Regions from separate parts of the Rattus norvegicus genome. Here regions 1, 2 and 3 are each linked to region 4. A link is a contact called in public Hi-C data. All regions are on one chromosome and are shown on one strand. The core of a region is the stretch at or near the end of the contact, and the rest is flanking DNA. Distances in the headings are between cores, read along the strand shown.

The links. Hi-C and Micro-C count contacts between places; a contact is called where the count stands out from the background.
Region 1: a Hi-C map of Schwann cells shows a contact between it and region 4, with 9 times the contacts expected there. The contact joins two enhancer-like sites. A contact is called at or near these places in 3 of 12 Hi-C or Micro-C datasets (Schwann cells, kidney and psoas muscle).
Region 2: a contact with region 4 is called in a Hi-C map of Schwann cells, with 11 times the contacts expected there. The contact joins two enhancer-like sites.
Region 3: a Hi-C map of Schwann cells shows a contact between it and region 4, with 5 times the contacts expected there. The contact joins two enhancer-like sites.

The regions. Positions count from the first base shown.
Region 1 is chr1:134,815,790-134,818,865 of GRCr8, forward strand. No RefSeq gene overlaps it. Among named protein-coding and RNA genes, the nearest start is that of Mctp2, 600 kb to the right of the region's middle. Within about 2 kb of position 1,437, at least 10 of the 93 cell types and tissues checked have an H3K27ac peak or open chromatin away from gene starts, as enhancers often do. A contact at or near this core is called in Schwann cells, where this site is marked.
Region 2 is chr1:134,059,747-134,063,014 of GRCr8, forward strand. No RefSeq gene overlaps it. Among named protein-coding and RNA genes, the nearest start is that of Nr2f2, 640 kb to the left of the region's middle. Within about 2 kb of position 1,700, at least 2 of the 93 cell types and tissues checked have an H3K27ac peak or open chromatin away from gene starts, as enhancers often do. A contact at or near this core is called in Schwann cells, where this site is marked.
Region 3 is chr1:134,248,921-134,251,874 of GRCr8, forward strand. No RefSeq gene overlaps it. Among named protein-coding and RNA genes, the nearest start is that of Nr2f2, 820 kb to the left of the region's middle. Within about 2 kb of position 1,296, at least 3 of the 93 cell types and tissues checked have an H3K27ac peak or open chromatin away from gene starts, as enhancers often do. A contact at or near this core is called in Schwann cells, where this site is marked.
Region 4 is chr1:134,518,707-134,522,025 of GRCr8, forward strand. LOC134485135 (a long non-coding RNA gene) reads right to left here. Exons shown (of 2, transcript XR_010063064.1): 2 at 2,664-2,910. Among named protein-coding and RNA genes, the nearest start is that of Mctp2, 890 kb to the right of the region's middle. Within about 2 kb of position 1,430, at least 8 of the 93 cell types and tissues checked have an H3K27ac peak or open chromatin away from gene starts, as enhancers often do. A contact at or near this core is called in Schwann cells, where this site is marked.

The DNA.
Region 1 (3,076 bases), core at 187-2,686, 300 kb after region 4:
ATTCTGAGTCTTCTGTCCTTAAGCCACCCATTTCTATGTCTCCCTGTCACCAAATCTCACCCCGCTTAACTCTTATTTTATCACACTGGAGAAGGCATCTGTCTTCCAACAAAGTTCCTCCCTTTCCCACTCCCCACCTCAGTAGTCTGATGTTATCTCAATAACTTAGCCACATCAAATTTTATGTGCCCAAGATATAGCGCAGAACCACCCCACCTGAACTTTTCTTCCCTATTGCTGTTCCAAAGGAATGGCTCAGCCAGTAATTCGTGGAATTACCTTTGTTACATCTCCTTACCTACAGTCTGTGTACCAACCTCCCTTAGACTCATCTCTTCCTTCCGCCTCTTCTATCCATTGCCATCTCTAGCAGTTGCCACTACTCTAGTCTACTTTAGATGCCCTCTTTGATCGGAATTGATAAACGAGATCCTCAGTCAGTGAAGTACTCCTTCCATCAAACCTATAGAAGTTCTAGCTCACTAGGGTCCTTCGGTACTCTCCGAACAGACCATGTTCCAACCTCCACATAGCAAGTTCTAAAATACTCTTTCCCAGGCTTTGGATGCTCTTGTAAAAACTACTCACTTGTCCAGATAAGACCTTCCTTCTGCAAGGTACCTTTAACACCATCATATACAGCCTCTCTGGCAGACCAGTAATTGCACTCTTTGCATATTGACATCAATACTCTTCTCTGACATTCTCTACTAGATTGTCCACCAGGAAATGGAGATCTAAGACAATTTTCTTAGTTTGTTTTTGCTGTGTTCTATTCTCCTCAGAATCTTCTACAATAAGACTTGGTAAGTATTTTTCCAATAAATGACTTCACAGCCCCTCCTAGAGGATGTTCAGAAGCACTTGAACCTCTCTGTAGCATTCTGACCCTGAGGGAAAGGACTGGTGTTTCCTTTTTGTCCATGCTCTCTGTCAATGTTCCACAGGGCTCAGTGTATACAATTTTGATCACCAATCCTTACAACCCCTCCTGGCTCGAATTCAGGCCGGAAAACAGTCCTGCTTCTTTACAAATCCAAAGTCACAAGAGAACAATTTGGTTCTTACTGACCTCAGGCCAAGTAAACTAGGATCATGTCTGGTGCTGCCTTAACAACAAAGGGACACTGGGTGTACAACCTTCCAGAATTCAGCCCCCAGGGCACAGGTTGACACAAAACACCTAAGGACATGCATTCCTGGATTAACTAGGGAAGGCTAACTTGGATGACTCAAAAGTTGGAAACTGGAGGTTGACTAATCAATTGGCTCCAAGCGTCTTGGTCCTCAATCTACTTATGCCTTACACTTGAACACTTGCCACAGACAACACTTAGTTTTCATATTAGTGACACATTCTCCTTCAATGGGCTAGCCAGAAACCAAAACAATAGGGGAAAGGACAATCTTGAAAATGTCAGGAAGTCATTAGTAAATCCCAGCTCGGAAATTCTGGGTTCCTACTGGGCTTTCTAGATAACCAGCCTTGAAAGGCCAGGCTAGAGAAACATCTTTTATTTCAACGCTTGACTTAAAACCACAGTTAAATCCATGAGAATTCAGATGTGGAGTCATGTGGAAACCAGTTTCGTTTGGGACCCTGGAATTAGCAGTAAATTTAGCCTGTTCTACTGGAGTTCGCTTTTTTTTTTTTTTTTTCTTTTCTCTTTTTTTTTTCTTTCACTTTTTCTCTTCTCATGTGGAAAACGTGAGTGAAAACATCATTCCGTTCTCAGCGTGGTGGTCGGAGGAAGTCATCCATGTGGAGCTCTCTGACAAATACAGCTCTAAAATCACAAGGTCGCTCAGAATGTCACCTGCCCAGCGCAGCCAGCGCAGGCGGGCATCTCAGGCAGGTCCCGGCAGGATGCACTCTCCCTGGGCGCGTGTGGCCGCGCGCAGCGAACAATGGGCGGGGAGCGGGGGCTGCGCCGCCGGCGCCCGCTTTCCGGACTCTCGGCCGCACACATCCCGCCTTTGTTTCCCCGCCCGGCCGCGCGTGTCGCCGACGCGCCGTCCCACCAAGCGTTTCCGGCCGTCCGCGCCGCGCCCCAGGCCGTGAGGTCGACCAGAGGAAGCGGCGGGCGGCGGGGCGGCAGCCCGGACGGAGGGAGAGCCGCCGCCCGCTGTGCTCAGGGGAGGCCTGTGAGCCGCGATAAGGATGGGGGGGACCATTGTCTGCTAGCAGCCCTGAAGGCGAGGACCGCAAGCATTACCGCTCGCACTGATCGCCCACCTCTGCCTAACCAGGACCCCACCTCACCTAATCACTCCACCTGTCCCACACTGGCGCCCATGACCAGGTTACCCTAAACACCTCATACCTAGGTTGGTCACCTTCACTCTGCACACTCTGTCTTCAGCCTGACTCTGCCCACCTAGGACCTGGTCTGATTACTCTCCAAAATCCAACCTATTTGAGCGCTAGAGGAAACATTTTTAAAAGAATAATGTCAGACATTTCATGTACAGTCGCACCTCCTCCCCCTCTTCTCATCCCACTTTTGCCTATGCATTCCTTCTCATCTAGCCCCCTCCCCTATGATTTTCATATCTTCATGGGATTGTGCTTGTGACTGCGTTTCTGTCTGCCCATCTGTCCTTCTGTCTGCGTGTTTGTCTCGGGTGGGTAGTCATGGCTGTCGTTCCTGGTGGCTATTGCCACGTCATATTAAGATGGTAGCTTTCCTTAGCACTGTCTGGCTCTTAAAATATTTTGTCCTTCGGACATGTCCCCAGGACGGCCAATGGCTAGTAACTAGAGTAATTTGTCTAGGACAAAAATAATGCCTTGAATTCGATTTATCCAGGGTGGACAACTTTCTAGCCTAGGGGATCAAGGCTTCTAGGGGCTCCTGTTTGAGACTGGGTCATAAGCTATTTGGAATGGATTTCAAAAAAGAAACGCAACAAACATTTTATCCACTTACTTATTTATTATTTTGAGAAAGGGTCTCTCTATGTAGCTCTAGCTGTCCTAGAACTCTCTATGTAGACCAGGCTAGCTTCAAACTCACAGAGATGGATTGTCTCTACCTCCCAGGTGCTGAGATTAAAGGCATGCGTCGCTACACAC
Region 2 (3,268 bases), core at 450-2,949, 460 kb before region 4:
CTGAAGTGTTGACGAAGCTTATTTGGGTGTGGTTATTACTGCTGCAAATTCTATTCCCTTCTTTTCAAAATAAAGGCTACAGTCACTTAAACTTGCCTCAATCAGGCTCCTCATCTCCACAATGACATTTTTCATGCCTAGGGTTGGGGGTAGGATACTCTTTATTTCCCCTCTCCATAAAGTATGGTCCCAGCTGTGTAGCTACCTTCATGAATATGCATGAAATCAGATATGACATTGCCCTACTCCCATTAATAATCTTGTCATCTGACTTGAGCTCCAGAAAGCTCCAGTCCATGGCTTGCAGAACAAATGTAGCCTGAAGACAAACGGGAGGAAAGGGCATCTTTTCATGCCTCTCTTTTATTTGATTGGGATTGAGAATTCCAACATTTGGGCATCCTTCTAAGGCTAGCAAGAGGAAGGGTGGAGGGAGAGAAATGGGCAGGGCTGAGTGTGAATGGCCTGGCTTGTTGGGAGCCTGGGGCAGCGGGTGTAATGGTATGCGAAGTGACCCTGTGCATAGGCACGGTGGGTAGCCCCAGCTTTTTTGTAAAAGAAGCATTCGAAGTGGAGGTTTGAGTTTCAGGCCTCCCAGTCATCAATCATCACAGCCCATTCTTCTCTTTGACAGCTCAGTACAAGGCCTGACATTTGACACCCAAGACCCCGGACTTATGTGCAGACACAAGCTGAGGCCCTATGGGAGGGTTGGGGGGGGTGAGAGAGAAAAGCTAAGCTGATTTTTTTTTAGATGTTGCAAACAGAGGAAGATACCAAACAAATTGTGACAGCCACAGGAAATTATTCTACAGGAGGGACAGCATCAACAGTGAGTTCTGTCTGCTACTTTAGGATGTTTTTGTGCCTTCAGGTTGCTTAAAATAGCTCTAAGTGGACCCTTTGTAGCAAATATCTGATCCTGGCTGGCCACTTTCCATTTGGTCAGATTGAATCCAACCTCAGCATTCACAAATGGATAGGCAGACATGAGGGTTATCACTTTCTGGACAATGGCTCATGACACTGTGACCTGGATGTCATTATATTATACTGTCACCTCAGAGGGGGCTATGCTTAGGGTACTTTCCCTTTACAAAATTGAAAATAGTATAAAAAGGAGGGATAATAACTCAGGTTTTGATATGAGCTCACTGGAGTTTGAGGTCAACTAATGCAAGTGTTTTAGGGATCAACTAATGGTAATTGGTGTTAAGAAGAACTGGGTAATTTATGATCCGAACACTGAAAGAGTCTAAAAGGTTTACAGCATGCAAGTCCCAGGATTTCATGGGTGAAAGTCCAGGTGATTCTGCCTTGAATCCATATTCATCTAAGGCCAGTCAAACTGAGTAGTCTGCTAAGTATGGAAGTCCAAGGGTAGGAATTGTGTCCTTGCCCAAGTCTAAGGCCTGAGACATCAATCAATTGAACATTTTATTCTACATCAACCATATGACCAGAACAGTACTTGTGATTAGACTAAGAAATAATTCCAGCCTGTACTGTCACCACAGTCTACTTGCAAAGAGAAAGCATATATTGATAAGAGAATAAATAGTAGAATGGTGACCACAAATATATTCTGAACAATCGAACAGGTCATCTGTATCATTCAATGCTTTTTTCTTCTAGAAACAAGTACATACAGATCATACAGTTAGTTCTTCATGGTGAAAATGGGAGAAAAAATTTGGAGTATGCTAAGAGAAACAAAAAGCTTGATGATGAATTAGAAGTGTGTTTTCTTCTTGAGCTTCATGTGGTCTATGAATTTTATCTTGGGTATTTTGAGCTTTAGGGCTAATATCCATTTATCAGTGAGTACATACCATGTGTGGGTTTTTTGGGGGTTGGGGTGATATTTTCTAGTTCCATCCATTTGCCCAAGAATTTCATGAAGTCATTGTTTTTAATAGCTGAATAGTACTCATTGTGCAAATGTACCACATTTTTTGTATTCATTCCTCTGTTGAAGGACATGTGGGTTCTTTCCAACTTCTGGCAATTATAAATAAGGCTGCTATGAACATAGTGGCGCATGTGTCCTTGTTATATGTTGGAGCATCATTTGGGTATATTCCCAGGAGTGGTATAGCTGGATCCTCAGGTAGTGCAATGTCCAATTTTCTGAGGAACCTCCAGATTGATTTCCAGAGTAGTTGTACCAGCTTGTAATCCCACCAACAATGGAGGAGTTTTCCTTTTTTCCATATCATCACAAGTATATGCTGTCCCTTGGGTTTTTTATCTTAGCTATTCTGACTGGTGTGAGGTGGAATCTCAGGGTTGTTTTGATTTGCATTTCCCTGATGATTAAGGATGTTGAACATTTCTTTAGGTGCTTCTCAGTCATTCCATAGGAAAACCACAGTGTGGATGATTCAGTCCTTCTGAGAAGGGGGAAGAAAATACTCGTGGAAAGAAATATGGACACAACGTGTGAAGCAGAGACTAAAGGAAAGGCTATCCAGAGACTGCACCACTTGGGGATCCAACCCATATCCAGTCACCAAACCCAGACACTACTGTGGATGCCAAGAAGTGCTTGCTAACGGGGGCCCAATATAGCGGTCACCTGAGAGGCTCTGTCAGAGCCTCACAAATACAAAGGCAGATGCTCACAGCCAACCACTGGACTGAGACAGGGGTCCCCAATGGAGGAGTTAGAGAAAGGACTGAAGGAGCTGACTGGGTTTGAAACCCCATAGGAAGAACAACAATACCAACTAACCCAACCCCCCCTTCCCAACAAGAGCTCCCAGGGACTAAACCATTAACAAAAGAGTACACATGGAATGACCCATGACTCCAGGCACATATGTAGCAGAGGATGGTCTTGTCAGGCATTAATGGGAGACGAGGCCTTTGGTGCTGTGAAGGCTTGATGTCTTAGTGTAGGAAAATGTCAGGTTAGGGAGGTTGAACTCAGTGGGTGGGTAAGGGAGCACCCTCATAGAAGCAGGCAGAGGGGGAATGGGATGGGGGTTTCGGGAGGGGAATCTGGGAAAGGGGATAACATTTGAAATGTAAATAAAAATATCCAATTTAAAATATAAAACAAATGAGTGTGTTTTCCTTAATTTTTCACTCATCTTTCAAAATTACACAATGTTCATATGTAGCTTTGCAAATAAGTGATACAAATATTTATCTTAGTGTACTTAATCTGCTTTATACAGCACCATAAAAATGTTCCATTCTGTAACTTCCTTCTTCCTGTCTGATAAGATCTATAATATTCACTAATCATTTCTTATGCTCACAG
Region 3 (2,954 bases), core at 46-2,545, 270 kb before region 4:
TTCCGGTAAGAGGACTGTCCCCAACCCCTTCACCCATGCTGCTGTAAGTGACCTTAATAAAACTCACTGAGATGTCTCTCCCCTCTCTCCCACCCCATCCCTCTCTCCCACCATCTCCCTCTCCCCCCACCCCCTTCTTTTCCCTTCCTTCCCACCCCTATCTGTTTAACAAAAAATAGAATGGGGGCCAGTCAGGGAGAAGGGAAACTGGTTCTTACTGAAGGGAGTTTGCTCTATAGCATTGGTTTAGCCGGTGGGAACAGTGGGAGGAAAGAGGAGAGGGCATTATGTGGGCGAACATGGTGAAAGCACATTAGATACATGTATGAAAATATCACAATAAAGCCCATTAATATGCACAATTAATAAATGTTGATAAGGAAAAGTGCCTGTCCATGTGCATGGGTGTTTAAAGGGTACACAATTGGACCATTGCTCCTCTCACTGGGAACAATGAGCCTTTTATGTTTTTTTTTTTGGTTATTTTATTTATTTACATTTCAAATGTTATCCCCCTTTCCAGTTTCCCCTCCACAAGCCCCTATCCCCTCCTCTCTTCCCCCTGCCTCTATGATCACTAAGCAAAGCAGTATAAAGGATAGACTTTCTTCTTCCCCATTTTGATGGCGGGAAGCCAGGAGCATAATGGCACTTGACTGTGCTTCGTCACATCATTGAGCAGTGTAAAACCCACTCGTGGGGGAAGAGGACTGTCTGCTGGAAGGCTAGAGGACTGGAAAATGAACCTTCCTTAGTCCTTGAAATTTCTTGGTTGGATTGGGTGCTGGCTACTTAGCATAGAAATTCTGTGTGAAGATTCCAGATACTTTAGAAATCTGGTTTAAGTGCCCCACTCTAGAAGGGATTTGCTCAGTCCATTTATCCCCCCACTGCTGCTAAATGAATTCTACAGAACGAGTTTCCTTCAGTGATTCCCAGTTCGCTAAATGATCCCGCATTCCTTTTTAAGACAACCACAACACGATGCTCTGAAGGCACATGGCATTTCTAAGGGATACATGCTGTATCATGGAGGCCAGGAAGGGGTGTAAGTCTTAAGCACCAATGTTGTGCTATAGCCAATCATCTTTGGTGACAGTCTCAAAATAGTGGTTGCTTTTTTTCATGGCTGACTATGAATTTGGAAAAGAAACTCAATCTTTTGTTCAGCCTCTGGGTATTTATGCACAGCAAACAGCATAATTATATTAGTGGAAATTCCATCAGCCCCTGTATATCATTCTCCAACAGTGAACACACTGTGGCCATTATGACCCGAATTGTCAGAGATTCCTTGGCTGACGCTAGCATAATGTCTGATGACATCAGGGGCCTTTTGCAATCCTGTTGTTACAAACTGACAGCATTTTAATGGCATGCAAGAACGGGAGAGCCCTGCAAAGCAGCATTTCCTTGCATTCAGAAGAATTGAAAGCCCGAATAGCTCATCTTTGCATGGATTTAGATGGAAAATGAATTCCATCTTGTCCTTTGAAGTATAATTACATGACAATAGTGTAATATGTCTAGCATATAAAGGCAGCTGTTAGGGCTTCTCTAGCCTGTTTTAAAAAGCTGTTGCAGTCCATTGGCTAAAATAGGCATCCAGTGCTTGGTGCCTCTAAAGTCCAAGTTGCTCCTGGAACCATAGCTGAGATTTTCTAGGGTCAACTTTGGGCTAACTTGGAGAGTTAAAAATGTATATGGAAAACAGTATGCTGCTGAGATTCAGTCAGAACCATTCGAACTGAATGGTTAACAAGGCTGTGCTTGTTTGTTTGTGTTTTTGATAATTCAGTCATGAGTCACCAGCATGTGATAAAAAGCTTTGGAAACCAATGATCTTCTGCTCTGGGTATAGCCTTCTGTGCTGAACCAACTGTGAAATCAAGACAGTGGGCCTGTTCTACAAGGACACACACACACACACACACACACACACACACACACACACACACACACACACAAACACACAAAATCACCAGAGAGCCAGGTGACTTCAATTCCTCTTGCCAAATATGCAGAAGGTGAGTCAGCACCATCCTGGGGTGGAGAGAGGTCTTGAGAAGATTAAACTGTTTGGACAAGTAGCATCTTTCCACAGGAAAGCACTAAGCCAGGGTCAAGATCCCAAGCTACGCTGCTCCAATGCCTATGAGGCCTAATGAAACGGTTTTCAAGACCTTCTTTACATTTTTATCAACCTTGTCAAAACAGACAAATATGATGAAGGGCAAGAAATATATGGTACCTCCCCCCACCCCCATTGGAGTAGAGTAATTTTTAGCCCTCTGTTCTAAATTCTAGATGTACATAGAGAGCACACCTTCCTTCATCCAACTGAAAGTACCCTTAAGCCTTCAGGGTAAAGATCAAATCTACAGACATTAGAATCAATACCCCTAATTTCCCCCACCTCTCCTGGTCCTACCTGCATGTTATCACAGGAATGGCTGTGTATATTTTAAAAGATTTTGCCAGCTTTCAGGGTTAAATGAAATTGAGGCCATTGTTTTGCCAGAATCTGGCATCTGATGTGCTTCTTGCCTAATGTTACAGAGAAAATTGAGGAAACAAGAACAAAACACAATTGTGTACCACTCTAGAGGACATGTTTAAGTTCTGAGAACAGCATATCTGGAGCAGTGAGCTATTTGTAAACATTTGTATTCCCAAGTCTAAAAGCAACAACAGGATAATGCTAGAATTTCACAAATAGAGTAATGATTAAGAAAATTCCAAACCTCATTTTACATTTAGTGCACACATGCGCATATGCGTGCGCGCACACACACACATATGTATACATATATATAATATGTATAATATTTATCTATATATAATATACGTTGGGATCTAATGTCTACTTAAAGAGTTTGATGTAACTGCTAATCTAAAGTCTTTGAAATCCATTAACTACTATTGAATCACATCATATAGCCTCAAAATCAAAT
Region 4 (3,319 bases), core at 180-2,679:
GGCAAGGGGAAAAGGCAAAATTGGAAAGGGACAGGGGCAGGGACAAGGAGGGGCAGGGGCAAGGAGAAGCAGGGGTAGGGAGGGGCAGGGGCAGAGGTAGGGAGAAACAGCCCTCTACTGCTCTATTAGGTATAAAATGTGACTCAGTTTCTTTAACCTGGTGACCGATCCATTAATAGCCCTATAAGCTTTACCTTTTATAGATGTGTGCCTGAATTCAGAATATAGCATTGTGGTATCTGTGGAAACACAACGTGAAGACTAGGAAGAAAATGAGCCAGGTAAAGCGCTGTCTGTCCTTCCGTCTCCTGGTCCAAAAGCAAGCAAGCAAACAAACAAACAAAAAACAAACAAACAAACAAACAAAAACAGATTACCTCCATACTCAGACACAGATATCTGTAATAGCATCAGATCAAAATGTTAGCTCTGAATTTGTTTCAATGCTGCCTCTGTCTCTTGAGTGTTGGGGGGGGGGGATTGTACATGCCACCATGCCTGGCCCCTACTATTACATATTTTTAATGGGATCTTTTTCATCCCGTTTCCAGGATGAACAACTTGGATAAAGTAGTGAAATTTCAAAAGTGAAACTTTGCCCGTAATGATCTTAGCTCTTTCAGTCTGGTCCTCTTCAAGAACTACCTTATGATGTCGATCAACACATTTAATAGCTAATATCACCTGAGAATCATGATTTCTTTCTCTATGGTTTATTCAGAAATCAATTTGAAAGTTATGAGAATGTGTAATAACAGAAAGGTTGAAGGAAAGCTCTCCTAAATGAGTTCCTATGTTTAATACCCTTAGAAGGAACACTAACCCCTGCAGAGATAAGCTACTCTCTGAATGTCAGCTGCAGGCTTGCTTTCCACAGAGTTTAAGGATGCCCATGAGGGACAAATGAGGCAATGGGAATCAGATAAGTTCCTGAAACAGTCTCTGTTTTAACTCCAAAGAAAGAGTTTGACTTCTACTTCAGATCTTCACCTTGTTGCTTTAAGAGCCGCTTGCACAGCCAGACAAGAGGTTACAAAGTAACCTTGGCGTCCCTTACTTCCTTCTTTAGAGGTTCTTGACCCAGGCTCTGGGACTAGCAGAAAGACATTGGTGTTGAAGCAGATTGATCCAGAAACGGGGGTCCCTGTGGGTAGTTTCACTCTGGATTTTGGAGTCTAGAATGAGTCCCCCTGCCTTCCTCATGCCAGAGCTGCGGAGCCAGGCCCGCCACCTCCAACATGAAGGGCTATTGTAACAGTGATGTGCTAAAGCACCATAATGAAGGATGGGGACAAAGAGACCAAAGGACTGACCTCTACTAAAAATAAAATTTGGCTCCCCTTGGGAATTCCTTCATGGATTGTGCAACCGTGGACAGAATGCTTCAGGGACCAGCATATTTTCTGGATGCTCCCCCTGCCCTCCAACCCCCCTTTCCGAACAGCCTTGGTGTACTCTGCTGTCCACACAGAAGACCACAGCTGTTTTGTTTGGACAGGCTGGTCTCAAAGTTTGAGCTTGCACACAAAAGGCTTATCACCGACACCAGCCTTTCTCTGACAGCTGTTTTCTTTCCCAGCCCCAGGGCTTTGGTTAAAGGAAGAAATGGGGGGGGGGGGGGTTGCTGAAGAGAGAAACCGGGGTTATCAGTAAACTCCAATGGATACCTGCCTTCAAAACCTGAGGGAGACTCTCACACACTTTTATGCCATACCAAACGACTAGTTTGATAAACTATTCATTCTGTCCTAAAAAGATGGTGTGGAAGCAGAGTCCAAATTACTTCCTATGAAAAAGGCAAGGGATTTCAGTAAATTACAAGGGCTGCTTTGCAAGGAAAAGCATGCCTGTGATCAGGAGCTTGCGAGGTGTATCGTATCCCAGCAGCATGAGGCCGGATGGAGGGAATCAGCTCCAGGTATGTGCGCGCTGCATCTAGGAGAACTGATAAAATCAGGGTCCTGTCAGCTGTGTAAATTGAGAGGAAGAGGTGCCTTCAGCGACTTCCTTCAGGAAGGTTGGTTTTGTGCTGGTGAACTGCTCCCCCTGGTGGATCTCCGTGTTCACAGATCCGTTCTGCAGGGACCAAACGCAGGTATAGGTAAACCCTCTGGAGAAAAGTTAACTTCAGGGCGCCCTCATCAATTTCGGCAGGATTCCTCCTGTGTATCATTGAGACCTTCTTATCTTCCCACCTTGTCACCTCCCGGTGTCTGTTCTTCTTAGCAGGGTCGTGTTGATTTGACAGACATGGAAAAATCTCTTTAGGCTCTCTAATTTGTTTTATTTCCCTTTAAAAGTAAAACTGGACGTTTATTTGCAAGGAGAAAATTACCCACAGCGGGAACATTTTATTGTGCAACCACTGTTTTCCATACATCCTATCCATTTCGACTCCTCTCCCTGAGTCGGACATTTTGAAAATTCATGCCTAGGCTCCTTGTACTTCTATGTTCTGTAAGCTATATGAATTCCTGAAGACCAACTTTCTCCCATCATTATACATTTCAGCGTTGATGTAAATAATTGATGTTGTTGTTTTTATTAAGGATGTTTCCTGTGTGCCTTGCCAAGCAAGGACAGGAGGTAATGTTGACTGGGCAGGGACGATGCCTATGTCAAATATCTCACTTTTGAACCTTCTGTAAAGTCAAACTGCAGCCTCTTTTTGAGCACTTTATAAGCCAAATAAGAAGGAATTTTAAATATTTATCTAACACAACATATTTTAAATAACCTACATATGTAAATAGAGCGTTCTTAGCCTGTACATCATTGCCAGGTCGATTCTCATGTTCTGATATATAATTAATTACAGGCTTATTCCTCTGTAAACCAAAGCAGGAAATAATTCAGAGATGCCGGGTCACCGATACCAGCAAAATTGCAATACCTTCCATTCCGCAGGATCTGCAAAAGAAATATTGAGACTGTAATATCTGATGTGTTCCAGGTCAAGTCTATCTAGAAAGTGGTTTGGGGGTCCTCATTTTGTTGCTTTCTCCTGATGCTTTTGGAGTCCTGATAAGGTCCTGAGAGCTTGCCTCAGTGCTACCTAGGTGAGCATGGAATGAAGATTTTTCTAAGTTGGAAGCGAACGACCTTGTGGATTCTGGAATTTGAACTCAGTTCATTGGGGTTTTTGGCAAGCCTCTTTCTCCATTCAGCCATCTTGCCAGCCCTTACACTTAATTTTTGATGATATAAAATAAGTATATTTTTATTTAAGTCCACAGTGTCACAAGTGTGTCCATAAAGCCAAACACCTAGATATAATATTAAACTAAAACTCTGTGGAGTATCTTACCAGCTCAACTTC